Linked DNA regions of Macaca mulatta: regions 1 and 3 are each linked to region 2. Evidence: chromatin contacts called from public Hi-C data. All regions are on one chromosome and are shown on one strand. The core of a region is the stretch at or near the end of the contact, and the rest is flanking DNA. Distances in the headings are between cores, read along the strand shown.

The links. A called contact is a pair of places that touch in the nucleus more often than the background predicts.
Region 1: a Hi-C map of liver shows a contact between it and region 2, with 7 times the contacts expected there. The contact joins the promoter of ISY1 here to the promoter of COPG1 in region 2. A contact is called at or near these places in 5 of 14 Hi-C or Micro-C datasets (cortical neurons, fetal cortex germinal zone, fetal cortical plate and 2 more).
Region 3: a Hi-C map of cortical neurons shows a contact between it and region 2, with 2.4 times the contacts expected there. The contact joins the promoter of CNBP here to the promoter of COPG1 in region 2. A contact is called at or near these places in 3 of 14 Hi-C or Micro-C datasets (cortical neurons, fetal cortex germinal zone and liver).

What each region holds. Positions count from the first base shown.
Region 1 is chr2:154,811,282-154,816,327 of T2T-MMU8v2.0, forward strand. It overlaps ISY1 (ISY1 spliceosome associated protein), which reads left to right and starts at 1,809. Exons shown (of 11, transcript XM_001094091.5): 1 at 1,809-1,964; 2 at 3,727-3,749; 3 at 4,342-4,393. The coding sequence starts at 1,962. It overlaps LOC144339322 (a long non-coding RNA gene), which reads left to right. Exons shown (of 2, transcript XR_013414284.1): 2 at 1-1,700.
Region 2 is chr2:154,706,113-154,710,788 of T2T-MMU8v2.0, forward strand. It overlaps COPG1 (COPI coat complex subunit gamma 1), which reads right to left and starts at 2,779. Exons shown (of 24, transcript XR_013414226.1): 1 at 2,610-2,779; 2 at 1,713-1,765; 3 at 863-943; 4 at 530-601; 5 at 269-348.
Region 3 is chr2:154,779,531-154,784,001 of T2T-MMU8v2.0, forward strand. It overlaps CNBP (CCHC-type zinc finger nucleic acid binding protein), which reads left to right and starts at 2,033. Exons shown (of 5, transcript XM_077993669.1): 1 at 2,033-2,153.

The DNA of each region.
Region 1 (5,046 bases), core at 559-3,058, 100 kb after region 2:
CTGACATCCAGCAGGATGTATTTTCTCCAGCATTGCAAGCAAGTCTCAAGACCCATTCTGACTAGGTCAGCTTGGGTCTTAAGTCCGCCAGTCACTATGCCTAAGGAGATGGGATGGATGGAATAGCTTAATCCAGTGCTTGATCCATACTTAAAGCTGGGGATGCAGTTCCCTTCCCTACAACCAGAGGGCTACCCAAATGGAACTGAGATAAGTGACTAGGGGGAGCAGATGCGAGGACAACATAGGTAACACCTCTTGAATCCTGTTAATATGTGATCTCTGCATCCTAGAGTCAGGGACTTAATGGATAAAGGCGGTATGGACATATTGAGAAGGTCTCATTTGAGTGAGGAATGACCCTGCTTGTTTGAGATCAGATATTTAAGGTAAAAGTTAAGCTGCTTGAACAAAAGACCCCCAGATGCAGAGGCCTTAACAAGACATGTTTTTTCTCATTTTACAGAGCTCAGTGTTGCAGAGCTGGGAGGGGGGGACTCTGGCATCTTCACAATACTTCCATTTCTGAATTCAGGTTGGCTGATCCCATGGACACCTCCCAGTCAGCAGAGAAAGGAAAAGGGCAAGGGATGTGTATTTTTGTCATGGCTTCATCTATGTCACACATCCCTTTGACTCGATTCTCACCGACCATTACAAATCATAAACCAGACAGGTGGGAGGATGGGGTCTGTAGTGGGGCGGTCATATGCCCACTTAAAACTTGTCACATTTCAGGCACGAGATTCTGGTGACTGAGTACTTTTCCTGTCCTGTCTTATCCCGAACCACATGTCAGCTGCTTCTCTCTTTGGCTTGTGCCTGCTGGCTGCTGCTAGGGTGCCCATCACTAGTTAGGTCCCGTGGTGGAGGGAGTCCCTACAGCTGAGGCACCATGCTTGAAAGGGGAAAGCGGCTGTAACTGAATTTGCTGCGGGCCCTCACCTGAATTCCCCACCACAGCTCCCCTCACTGCTGACACCATGCGGGAGTAACCATCAGAACGTCTCCTACTAGGGACCTCTCCTGTCTTCCTGGTCCTTGTCTAAGGATCCTCTGGTCCCAGCAATGTTCTCAGGACACAGTGACAGCACTTCTCCATCCACCCTCCTCCCCTAAGTGGCACTTTTTGCCTGGAACTTAAATTTTTATTTTAAAAGAGGATGACCTCAAACATCGTCCAGCTCTGAAAGGCCCCGCGATTCCAGCAGACGAGCCAGAAATGGCCCTAAGAAGTGACACGGAAACGTGAAGGAGTTTACGAAGCCCGGCCAGCTCCAACTCCTGCAGGACGCACACTCCAGCTCACACTACGGGAGCTGTCCGGGCCGTAGATGCCTCGTCGCAGTCAGAGATGATGTCCAGTAATTTCCAAAACGGGATATTTGCTCTCACAGAAGAATCAAGAAGGAAGCCAGTGGGATTAGAGTAGCGGCGAAAACTCAGCCTTCCACAAAACGGCGCCCAGCGCCGCCTGCTCCCGCACTACCGATAGTGAACGCAAGACATTTCGCACCGCCTGTTTCGAGAGCTAAGACCCGCCGCCCAGGCTGAGTCCGAAAACCTACAGTCTCTCTGCGCAAGCCCGATCCCACAGCTGCGTGTGATGGTGCCGCGTGCTGGCGCTACCGGAAGACCGCCTGCCGGAGCGCGCCGGAATTTTCTCTCCCAATCTCCGGCTGGATCTCCCTTTCACTTCCGGTCCCTTTCTTTTACGTTTCCGACAAAACATGAGGCTCTGTGGGCAGTTAGAATCTTCAGTTCCTGCGAGCGTCGGCTTCGTCTGGGCACGTCCGGTACTCCCTTTCACTTCCGGTCCCTTTCTTTTGCGTTTCCGACAAAACATCAGTGTCTGTGGGCAGTTAGAATCTTCAGTTCCTGTGAGCGTCGGCATCTTTTGGGCCTGTGGAGTTTCTTGGACAGGGGCCGCGGGGCTCCAGGACGGCGCCCTTAGCGACACCATGGTGAGTAGGGTGGGCGGGCTGGCCGGGGGGGCGCCCGGTCCCCCTGGGGCGCTCATGGCGTAGAGGCTCAGGCGTGCAATGCTGAGGGCTTCAGGTTCTTTGGTGTAACGAGGGGATTCTCTTCCTGCCTCGTTTAGCCGTCGCAAATTGAAAAACTGGAAACTGGGGAGCCGCGTTATCGTTCTGGACAGTGTCTTAATCCCGATGAAGCTCTTTAACCTGAGGGAAACAGACACAGAGAAGCGCTAGGGCCCGCTCCGAGTTACGGTGCATAGTGTGGGCCGGCTGTTTGTCCCTAAATACCACAGAGAAGATTAAGAGCAGTTGTGACTATATGTTTCTGGGATTATTTCATTTATGTCCATTCTCAGTCTGCTCCATAATATACAAACATCACGAGGGTAGGGTCTTTTCATTATTGCTTCCTTAATGTCTCACAGAGTCATTGTAGATGTTCAATAACTATTGAAGAAATGAATGGCACAGACAGGAAATGTTCTATGAGGGTGTGCTCTCTGTGGTCTGGCGTCATTTGTTGTTTCTTCATTTCTTCAAGAAGCATTTACGACGTGTAAATATAAGAATGCACGTAGTGCCGGTACAAAAATGTTGATTGGTTACTGTAATATTGGCTACTGTATTATTTTCATTAAGTGAAGCCCCTGTAAGAAACACGGGGCGTCATGGTTAGGTTATATGAGATATATTGGAAGCCATTGTAGATTGATGAGCACAAGCTCCCAAGAAAAAGAGAGAAACTAGTGGAATAGAAGTAGCCGTTTCGCGGGAGGCTGAGGCAGGAGAATGGTGTGAACCCGGGAGGCGGAGTTTGCAGTGAGCCGAGATCGCGCCGCTGCACTCCAGCCTGGGCGATGGAGCGAGACTCCATCTCAGAAAAAAAAAAAAAGAAGAGGTAGCCGTTTCTGTGAGAAGGTATGTCCCAAATTACTGCGGTGTTCGCCTATCTACCAAGCATTTGCCAAGTTTGTTTCTGTCAGTTGAAGGGGAGAGTCTCAAAGGAGACTTAAATTGAACTCAATTTTGCTGAGTGTCTGTAAACTGCATGCTTGTTGTATTTATCTCATGAAGACATCGTGACACCTCTGTGAGATGAGGTATGCACCCTATTGTAAAGATGGGGAAACTTGAGTTATAGAGAGACTACTTCTCAGAGATGGTAAGTGGAAGAACTGGGAATGTAAGTCCCTGACTTAGCTGGGACCCTTTCTACCTAGACTCCAACCCAGAAAACTCGATCTCTGTCAGACACTGTGTTTCAGGGATAATTGAGTTGACATTTAGCGTGACAGTACTTACATAAAGCTTACTTTACGAAAGGCAGTCTTCAGACTTATTTTCCCCAAATACCACTGGCAGGGAACAGGCAATTGTGATGCTGGGTGTTAAGTGCCATGGTAAGTATAATCCTTGATAGAGGACACCAGCCTAACTGGGAAGAAAGGGTCACAGAATAATGTTCTGGGTGGTCATGACACAAGTAAAATTTGAAGGAAGAATAATGCGAGTTAGCCAGATACAAGGTGTTAGGGTCAGTGGAGGAGTAAAGATTTTAAGTAGAGGGAGGCACAGCCTTGGTCACAGGATTTGGACATATTTAATTTTTGTTTATTGTTGTTCATATAGTAGTTCAAGTGGTTTGCTTGTGACTGTATTCTTGTAAAACTTTTCACTAAAAAGTAAATGGCAAGAAAAAAATATATTTTAAACATGGGCATTTTTCTTCTCTTTTCTCTCTTTCCAGGCCCGAAATGCAGAAAAGGCCATGTAAGTATCAATTTTTTGTAACTTAATAACCACCATGTAACTCTTTTCGTATTTCTTCTTTTTGGTATCTGAGCCTTTTGAGAAGCTGTTTCTTTCTTTACATAAGTTAAAAATAGCATTCCTGTTTTTGCCCATTTGTTTTTTCCGTTAATGTGTTTTCTCACAGTTTCCAGAACTTTTACACTGGATGTACATTTGTTCACCGGTGGTTGGTGCAGGAGTTGTGAGAGTGACAGCTAGAGAACACCAGGATGTTAGCCTTTTAACACCTGGATGTGTTGCTCCTCACAGTGGTCTGATAAGTAGAGTTTCCCACAGTCCTTGTGTGTAGTGTAAGTAAAATATATTCTTGGGTGTTCAGGAATACAAATTGCCCGTTAATCCCTACTCCTGAGAACATGGAAATCCCTAACTACTCTGTGGTTTCTTTATATATATATATATATGACATTATATATATATATATATATATAATGTCATATATATATATGACATTAAATACCATCATAAGCAGATCTAACCCATCCAGGAACATGGGTAATGAGAAGTCTGTGTGAACAGGATCTAATGCAGTCTTTTATATCCCTGATAGGACGGCCTTAGCAAGATTTCGCCAGGCTCAGCTGGAAGAGGGAAAAGTGAAGGTTGGTGTAAATCTTCCTCATGAACTGTAAAGTATCAAGAATAAATGCAGACTGGGCACAGTGGCTCATGGCTGTAATCCCGGTACTTTGGGAGGCTGAGGTGGGTGGATCACTTGAGTTTAGGAGTTTGAGACCAGTCTGGACAACATGGCAAAATCCTTTCTATACAAAAAATACAAGATTAGCCTAGCCAGGCATGGTGGTGCCTGCCTGTAGTCCCAGCTACTGGGGAAGCTGTGGCAGGAGGATCACTTGAATGCAGGAGTCTTACATTGCAGTGAGCCATGATCATGCCACTGCACTCCAGCCTGGGTGACACAGTGAGAACCTGTCAAAAAAAAAGCTGGGTGCAGTGGCTCACGCCTGTAATCCCAGCACAGTAGAGGCTGACGGGTGGATCATTTGAGGTCAGGAGTTTCAGACCACCAGCCTGGCCAACATGGTGAAACCCTGTCTCTACTAAAAATACAAAAATTAGCTGGGCATGGTGGCAGGCACCTGTAATCCCAGCTCTTGGGAGGCTGAGGCAGTTGAATCACTTGAGCCCTGCAGATGGAGGTTGCAGTGAGCCGAGAGCGCGCCGCTGCACTCCAGGTCAACAGACTTCAAACTTCAAAATTTCCTATTTCTTATCTGTACCTGCTGACGCTCTT
Region 2 (4,676 bases), core at 1,529-4,028:
TATACCACTTGTACTCTGTTTTTTGTGTGTGTTCTTTCTTTATACTCAAGAACTTTGGGAAAGTTCTAAGCTGGTTTGGTTGACTAAAACAAATCAAGAAAAGGAAGCATTTGTGTCTGCCACGGGGTGGGCAGCAATAACAGGGAAGCTGCCATGGGGTGGGCAGCTGGCAATATGCAACCAAAAGTCTCACTGTCTGGTACACACAAGAAAAAATGGTCTGTCAATGGAACCCATCAGAGGAGCCACCCACAACCCCATGACCTGCCTGCTGGTGACAATGATGACATCCTCTGCGATGCAAGACATCTCCTTGATGGTCAAGTAGCACATCCGACGGAGTGTGGGCTGGGAGACAGGTGGGAAAAGCCCTATCAGCCCGGGCTCACCAAGGGCCAGAGTTGGGAGAAGATACCTCCTATCTCCACAAAGGCAGCCCACACTAACTGGTGGGGCCACCTCTCCTTGGCCCTCCCACCACCTTGTGACAGCTGCCACCTCTCAAGGAAAGCTGGGTCGAGGCACTTACATCATTGGACTGAAAGAGCTTGGTCATGGCAAAGAAGGCCTCGGTCGCTTCCGTGGTCCCCAGGTGCTCCCCCTGTGTTAATCAAGAAAGAAGTCTCAGCTTGGGACAGAGGGTCAGACAGCAATTCCTGCAGGATCAGCCCATACCAGATCCCCAGACCCTAAAGAGGCTCAAGGGCAACATATGAGACTTGGATGCTGAGGGGACCCAGAGCTGAGCTGTTGTCTACAACCACATAGAGGCTGTCCAATAGCCTGAGAGTGATCATGATTTGTCCACTCCCCTCCAATCCCCCAGCACCATTCTCCCTACCCCCAAGCTTCACCCTGTTACCTGGTTTATGAGGTAAAGAATCTTGGTGAGGATGTGGGCACATTTCCGAGGGTTGATGGGAGTTTCATTAAATACACGGGCCTAAGAAGAAGTGACCAAGGATGTTACCTTCTAGCCTAGTTCATTTCCCTTCAAGTATATTCAATGTCTGAGAAGTCTCAGGGTAAACTGACTTGCCTAAACAGGGCTTTCTGGGTATGCAACAAGCTTATTTTCATAAGGAAAGGGTTTGTTTTTCTTTACTCAACTACTAATTATTCTTGAACTCTCGTGTAAATATTAGTTAGGGATGTGCTAACCTATTGACTAGCAGATAGATAGCAAACATCTACTAACTGGAAACAGAAACAATGAATGACAACAATCAAGAAAGCAGCAGCTGGATGCAGTGGCTCACGCCTGTAATCCCAGCACTTTGGGAGGCGGGGGTGGGGGGAGTGGATCACCTGAGGTCAGGAGTTCAAGACCAGCCTGGCCAACATGGTGAAACCCCATCTCTATTAAAAATACAAAAATTAGCCAGGCGTGGTGGTGGGTGCCTGTAATCTCAGCTACTCGAGAGGCTGAGGCAGGAGAATTGCTGGAACCTGGGAGGCAGAGGTTGCAGACAGCCGAGATCATGCCATTGCACTCCAGCCCAGACCGACAACAGTGAGACTCGATCTCGAAAAAAAAAAAAAAAAGAAGTAAGCATAACTCTCTCTCTCCAGGAACAAAGGTTTCCTGTCTTCCAGGCACAAGTTTTCTCCCGTGTTGCTCTTTAAAACAACATTTTGAATGTGTTGGTATTTCAGTGGCATTGATGGTGAATATTTATGATGGAAGCTAGAGGGGAGCAAATGTCACTTGCCTCCTGGAGTACGGCACTCTTCTCGAGGTGCTGGAATGGGTTGGAGCCTCCACCTACAGTCAAGGACAATGGAGAAGGTAGGTTGTGACTGTGAACTTCAAAACTCTCCCAGACATAGTAAAGGGAAGATGTCCCTTTCTAGGCGGGCTCCACTCTACCCCAAACCACTCACAATCTCCTAGCAGCCCTAGTACAGTCCTGTGCTTCTCATAGTGCCATGTCTTGTGTTCATTTATATAACTTGTAATTAACTAAGTCCCTATGTGCCAGGGACCACCATCTGGCTGTAACTAGTTCCTTCATAGCAGATGACACATTTGCAAATAATTACACGTGTGATTATGTGGTTGATGTCTGTCTCCTCCACCGTGGGTGCAACCATTCTAATATTCCCAGCTTAGGCACTGAGTGTCCTACTTGCTCTATTGCAGTATCCAGGACACCGTACAGTGCCCGGCATATAGTAACCGCTCAATATACTTTGCTGAATAAATGAATGATGGGGTCAGAGTTTCCAGTCACAGGACGCTGGCTCCGCGGATTACGCCCCAGTATGGCCAGCACCAACTTAGCCCCAGCGAATCCCAAGAGGTTGGAAGAAGAAAGTAACAAGAGAGCATTCGGCCTGGTCCCCTCCTTTGACAGATGAGTAAATTGAGGCCGGGGGGAGGCGGTGACGCGCCCAAGGTCACCCAGAAAATTGCAGTCCGAGCTTACAAGCGTGAGACAGCCGAGCATGCTCGGGCTCTCCGAGGCCTGCCACTGACTAGCTGCGGACCCTGGCACAAGCCCCTGCCCCTCACTGGGCCTCAGCCTCCGGGTCAGGACAGAGAACCCCAAGGAAGGCTTGGCGGGTGGGGGCCCGGCCTCCTTCAGACCCAGGCCTGGCCCCCTCACCTGACTCCTCGTCCTTCTTGTCGAATTTCTTCAACATAGTGGAGTCGGTGGGGCGCAATGCAGCAACGCAATGCTCGACGGGCGCGGCACGGAGCAGCGGGGCGACAGTGATTCTACAGGGACCACTTCCGGGCCCCAGCTGGCCACGTCGCCCTGCGCTATGCGCAGGCGCTTTCCGCGCTCTGCGCCTGCGCTCATTTCTGTCGCCGCAGCCACGTCAAAAGTTAACCCGGCGTCCGCCGCAGCGGGAGTGGGGAAAGCCAGAGGGAGGGGCGAGGGCTAGGTGCGGGGGCTACTGACGAGGGTCCCCACTCTGCTCTCTACGCCTCTTTCCGTGTACCAAGGGAGGAGGAGGAGCCCCTGCCTCTTTGCTCTGTGGCGTGAGTCTTTGTGGCTTTGGGATGTGAGGTTGGTGGCACACACTGGCCCGCAGTAAACACCCAGTTGATGTGACCGGTCTATGACTGTTATTGCCACCTTCCGAGGGAGCCTTGCCAGCCACTCCTCGCTTTCAGTTTCTTTCCCCTGCCTGATTTCCTTCTCAGCTCGAATCGCCATCTAACACTTTATTTTTGCTTTCTGGTTTTTATTTATTTTGAAACAGGGTCTCGTTCTGCTGCCCAGGCTGTGGTGCAATTGTGCAATCTCGGCTCACTGCAGCCTACACTTCCCTGGCTCAAGCGATCCTCCCACCTCAGCCTCCCGAGTAGAGCTGGGCGCACCACCCCCGACTAATTTTTTAACTTTGGTAGAGACGAGGTCTCACTATGATGTTGCCCAGGCTGGTCTTGAACTCGTGGGCTCAAGCGATCCTCCCTTCTCGACCTTCCAAAGTGCTGGGATTACAGCGGTGAGCCACCCGGCAACTTTCTTGCTCTTTTGGGGTTTTTTGGTTTGTCTTTTATTCACTTCAGTGGATAACGTTGACACATAGTAGTTGCTCAGTGAGTTCTCATTGAATGAATGCATGAAATTGCATTTTTAATTTATATCTGCCGGGCCCTATCTCGTCTGCTCCTGATGCAAATTGTCTTGTACGTTATCAACTTTAAGAGATCTAACTAAACAGCATGGAACTTCAACGTTATTTTGTAAATACTTTAGATGTTTATGGAGTGCTAACTAGATCCACTGCCTACGCGGGGAGATGGAAGGGCTGTAAATGAAGCATCACCCAGGGTTTATCTTCCTGGGGACCTATGCAGGACACCCTGAGGCTAAGGTCAGTGCATACCAAGGAGCCAGACAAGTGCTGCGACACGGCCCCAGCTTATCTGGGGAGGGGAAGCTGGCAGCCCTGTGGGCAGGAGGAGTGGGCTTGTGGAGAGGAGAGGCCGGGGGCTGAGACAGAGGCCCCAGGTGAAAAGGGTGACCACAAAGCTGGTGGAGGGGAAGATGTTGCTGGGGCCAGCCTTTAGGGTCTGGCTTTGCAGAGGCTAAGGCCAGGGACAACAGATCTTACAACATGTAAAATTGTCAAGAGTCAGAAAGATGTTCAAAATCTTTTATCAGTAACCCCACCCCTAATCAGGAGAAAATTGTTCAAAAGAAGAAAATGAGGCCGGGTGTGGTGGCTTAAGCCTGTAATCCCAGCACTTTGGAAGGCTGAAGTGGGTGGCTCAGCTGAGGTCAGGAGTTCGAGAGCAGCCTCACTAACATGGTGAAACCCCGTCTCTACTAAATACAAAAAAACACAACAAACTTAGCCCAGCGTGATGGTGCATGCCTGTAATCGCAGCTACTTGGGAGGCTGAGGCAAGAGAATCGCTTGAACCTGGGAGGCAGAGAGATTGCAGTGAACTGAGATCACGCCATTGCACTCCAGCCTGGAGCCTAGGCAACAAAAGCGAAACTCCATCACTCCATCTGAAAAAAAAAAAAAAAAAAAAAAAAGAAAGAAAATGAAAATGCAGTTTGCAGCAAAATAATTGTAAACACCCTAAATGTCTATCAATAAAGGGATGATTAAGGAAATTATGGTACATCTGAGGACTAAACTCTGATTTTTGTCTTGTCTCAGCTATTCCAGGAGCCTGAGATGGGAGGATCGCTTAAGCCTGGGAGGTC
Region 3 (4,471 bases), core at 783-3,282, 73 kb after region 2:
ACACATTACCTCAAGATACTATGAAGGTTAATCAGATTACAGAGGGGACATCTATAAAGCTGAGTAAGCCTCTTGGTAATAAAACTACATAAATACAAAATACTGTTTTTTATTGGCAGATAATATATCGTGTTTTAGCACAAGACATAAGCTGCTAGGCATGTATTCAATCTGATTGGGATTTGGTTAAATTTGGTTAAAAAATTTTTACCTTAGGTTGCTTCAATTAAAAAAATGTTTAAGGCTGGGTGCGGTAGCTCACACCTGTAATCCTTTCACTTTGGCCTAGTACCGCTTGAGGCCAGGAGTTCAAGACAAGCCTGGCCAACATGGTGAAACCCTATCTCTACTAAAAATACAAAAATTAGCCAGGCGTGGTGGAGGGCGCCTGTAATTGCAGCTACTCAGGAGGCTGAGGCAGAATTGGTCGAACATGGGAGGTGGAGGTTGCAATGAGCTGAGATCGCACTCCAGCCTGGGAGACATAGGGAGACTCGGTCTCAAAAAATAGTAATAGATAAATTTAAAAAGTTCAGCCAGGCGCATTGACTCATGCCTGTAATCCCAGCAGTTAGGGAGGCTGACCACCTCTTTGGGTGGGCGGATCACCTGAGGTCGGGAGTTTGAGACCAACCTGACCAACATGGAGAAACTCCGCTTCTACTAAAAATACAAAATTAGCTGGGCGTGGTGGCGCATGCCTGTAATCCCAGCTACTCTGGAGGCTGAGGCAGGAGAATCTCTTGAATCCGGGAGGTGGAGGTTGCAGTGAGCCGAGATCGTGCCATTACACTCCTGCCTGGGCGACGGAGCGAGCCTCCGTTCTCAAAAAAAAAAAAAGTTTAAAATATCATTGGTCCTTAAAGTTATGCATTCATTCTCTGATAATTGCTATGTTGAACACAATCTCCTGCTTTACAATGATTAAGCACTAATGATTTGAACCCAGGTTTAATGCCTGATTCTCAGCACAGGTGCTCTGCCTTCTCACGAACATGATTTCAAAAATCATAGCACTGGGATTAGGGAGTGGTGGCCCATGCCTGTAATGCCAGCGACAGAGCAAGACCCCACTCTTAAAAAAAAGAAAAAGAAAAAGAAATCATAGTATTGAACTTGGAGGTTTCTCTGAGATTAAACTTGGGACTCTTCCCTTTTTTTTTTGTTTCGAATAAAGCCATTCTAGGATGAGACACAAAATTCTAAATTATAGTTTACAGTTAACAATTTAAATTGGGTTTAATCTTGACAAGACTATCTAGGGCTATATACACAAATCTCTTTTGGAGAAAATACCGTATCTAAACTGAAGTCTATTCCTGAATATGACAGACCAGGTCAAAAGGTTCTCCTGGCCCTCCAGGGGGATGTCACTCACAAACGTGCTAAACGTCACACTCTGGGTCCCACTCCCTTCCATGCTCATGACCTTCCCAGGAAGGCCCCTCGCCCTTACAAGGCACTTTCATCTTGGGAAGATACATCAGTCCTGGCGGAGAAAGGAGCAAGGCCTTCCCCGGCTCACAAAATCAATACAAATCTCAGCCTACATCCCACAGCCGTGACGACCGTGACCTGGCATCCCCTTTTCTGCAAACTTAAATGTTATCTGGAAATCGGGCCTGGCTCTGAAAGCCCAGGGGCTGGCAGGAGCCCGAGAGGGGGAGAAACTTTCTGCGGCCCCAAGCTAATCGCAGTCACTGCACCGAGACCCGTCCCCTGGCATCCCTTTGCTCCAGCTGACAAGACAGACCACCAAGGTCAGCCAGATTTCCACCCAGTCCGGCCGGGCCCGGACCCAGCTGGGAACCGCCCGAGAAGCATCGGGACCTGGATCCCGGCGGGAAAGGCCGCGCCCGGGGCACAGCGGGTAAGGCCGCGGCGCGCAGAAGCACTCGCCCCGCCCCGCGCCGCGCTCTGGATGGGCGGCCCTCCCACGGGCGACACTGATTGGACTACCGAACCCCGCGCGCTGATTGGCCGCGTGGGCGAGGCGGAGGAGAGCCGTGCGCAGCGGCGTATGTGGGGCCGTGTGCAGACCCGCGTGTGGCGCAGGCAAGGACCCTCAAAATAAACAGCCTCTACCTTGCGAGCCGTCTTCCCCAGGCCTGCGTCCGAGTCTCCGCCGCTGCGGGTCCGCTCCGACGCGGAAGGTGAGGGCTGGGGGAGGGGGCCGACACTGAGGGAGCCGCAGTGCGGGCCGGGTCTGTGGCGGACAGAGAGGGTAGGGAGCGGCGAGGCGGCGATGGCGGCGGCACTTTGGCCTGCGCCGCTGCTGCGTCAGGCGGGAAGCTCGGCTGCTGCCGCCGCCGCCTCGGACCCGGGTTTCTGGCGCACCGCTGTCGGACGACACTCTTGTCCTTTCTTCGTCCTGAAAAGCTGGGTCGCCGAGCATGCGGGTCTCTCGGCGCCAGGGCCGCACCCCAGGCCGCAGAGGAGGCCTGCCCGTGCGCCCTTGGGGCCGAGGCCCTGACGCTTCAAGGGTCGCGGAATGAGGGGTCGAGAGTGGATTTGGCGGGAACTCACTGGAAGGAGTCCGTGTGGTGGGGAAAGGCTCCGACGAAGGGGGGATGGGGTGGGTATAGTCGTGCCGGCCATGTGCTGGGGTCGTGCGCCTGGCGGGCCATGTGCCAAGGGTTTTGGTGGCCTTAGAAAAGGGTTTTTAGGCCGGGCGCGGTGGCTCACGCCTGTAATCCCAGCGCTTTGGGAGGCCGAGGCGGGCGGATCACGAGGTCAGGAGTTCGAGACCAGCCTGGTCAACATGGTGAAACTCTGTCTCTACTAAAAACACAAAAATTAGCCGGGCATGGTGGCGGGCTTCTGTAATCCCAGCTACTCGGGAGGCTGAGACAGGAAAATCGCGTGAACCCGGGAGGCGGAGGTTGTGATGAGCCGAGATAGCGCCACTACAGCCTGGGCAACAGCGAGACTCCGTCTTTAAAAAAAAAAAAAAAAAAAAAAAGGATTCTTGAAGGAGCCCTTGTGTTTGGGGTGGCGAGACACTGCTGGAAGACTTGGGAGCCTTTAGTGTTTATACTCCCCGTAGTTGATAGTTTCCCGGTTCTTGAATTTTTATCATTTAAATACTAAGTTGCTTGTTTTATATTACCATTCGAAAAGAGGCTGATGGGGCTCACTTTCCCTGAGTCAACACGATTTAAGTTGCTGGGATCCTTTAAAAGTGCCATTACCAGAAAAAACACGAATTTGTCAAAGCTCCAAAACCACAGCAGCGGGCGGTAGTCTGCATCATTTCTTGGATTAATGAAACAGATGTAATTACAAACGAGACACGAAATTCAACTAGCCCCCCTCCATCTAGATTTTTCCATATCGTGAGAACCTATTTTAGAATGGCATAATGGTCCACATTTGGGTTTAGGTGTTGATTTTATTATGGGTAAGGCTTGTGCTTGTTCCCACATGTTAACCACATGGCCTCAGCCACAGGGCACTTCCAAAGGAAGTAACTGCTTCTGGTCTTGGGGGTCTTGTGAAAAGAGAACATTGCTCAGTAATCGTCTGTGATTTCAGCTAGTGTGTTTCAGGCATTATTCAGAAGGACTCAGAAGAGGTAAGAGAAACCAAAACTGAACTCGTTTTTTGTCCTTTTCAAAGTGAAGGAGGTCTAATGAATATCCCCATCTTGCTTTTAAATTAAAATTTTAAAAGTAGATTTTTTTCCCCCTTTCCTATTGTTTGACCCAATTTTGGAGTGAAAGGTAACCAGTTACTATTTCCATTCGAATTTAAATTAGCAATTTTATGTTGTTTGCTCAAGCAGTATAACGAGTGTAGAGCTTTGAGGGTTTCAAAAAGATACGAAATGTACCTCTTATCTCCTGGGCTTCCCCCTCCCCCCTCCTACATAGTTTTAAATGCTTCTAATGAGTTACTTTGGTTAAGGATAATCAAACACCTGTAAACTGCCAGGATCCTAGGTACATGCTGTTTTTAGTTTGAGCAGCCTGATTTTTGTCTACAAGAGCTCTTTGTGTATTGGAATATAAAAGGAATAATTTATTACATTCCCAAGGGTAGAATTAAAGACTTAAGTTTTTCAGATTTCATCTCTTGATAACAGTTTTCCTTTAAAAAAGTAACAGTTTGTTTTTCTGAGGAACTAAAGGTCCACTTTTTCATATTGGTAACAGTAAAGGTAATGTATTTCAAACAGGTGATGCAGTCTGTAAAATATTTTGAACCAAATCAGTGGAAGACCAGGGTTTTTCTTTTTTTCTTTTTCTTTTTTTTTTTGAGACGGAGTCTCACACTGTCACCCAGGCTGGAGTGCAGTGGCCTGATCTCAGCTCACTGCAGCCTCCGCCTCGCGAATTCAAGCGATTCTCTTGCCTCCCCAGCTCCCCAGTAGCTGGGATTACAGGCGCCCACCACCACGCCCAGCTAAGTTTTGTATTTTTAGTAGAGACGGGGTTTCACCATGTTGGCCAGGCTGGTCTCGAACTTCTGA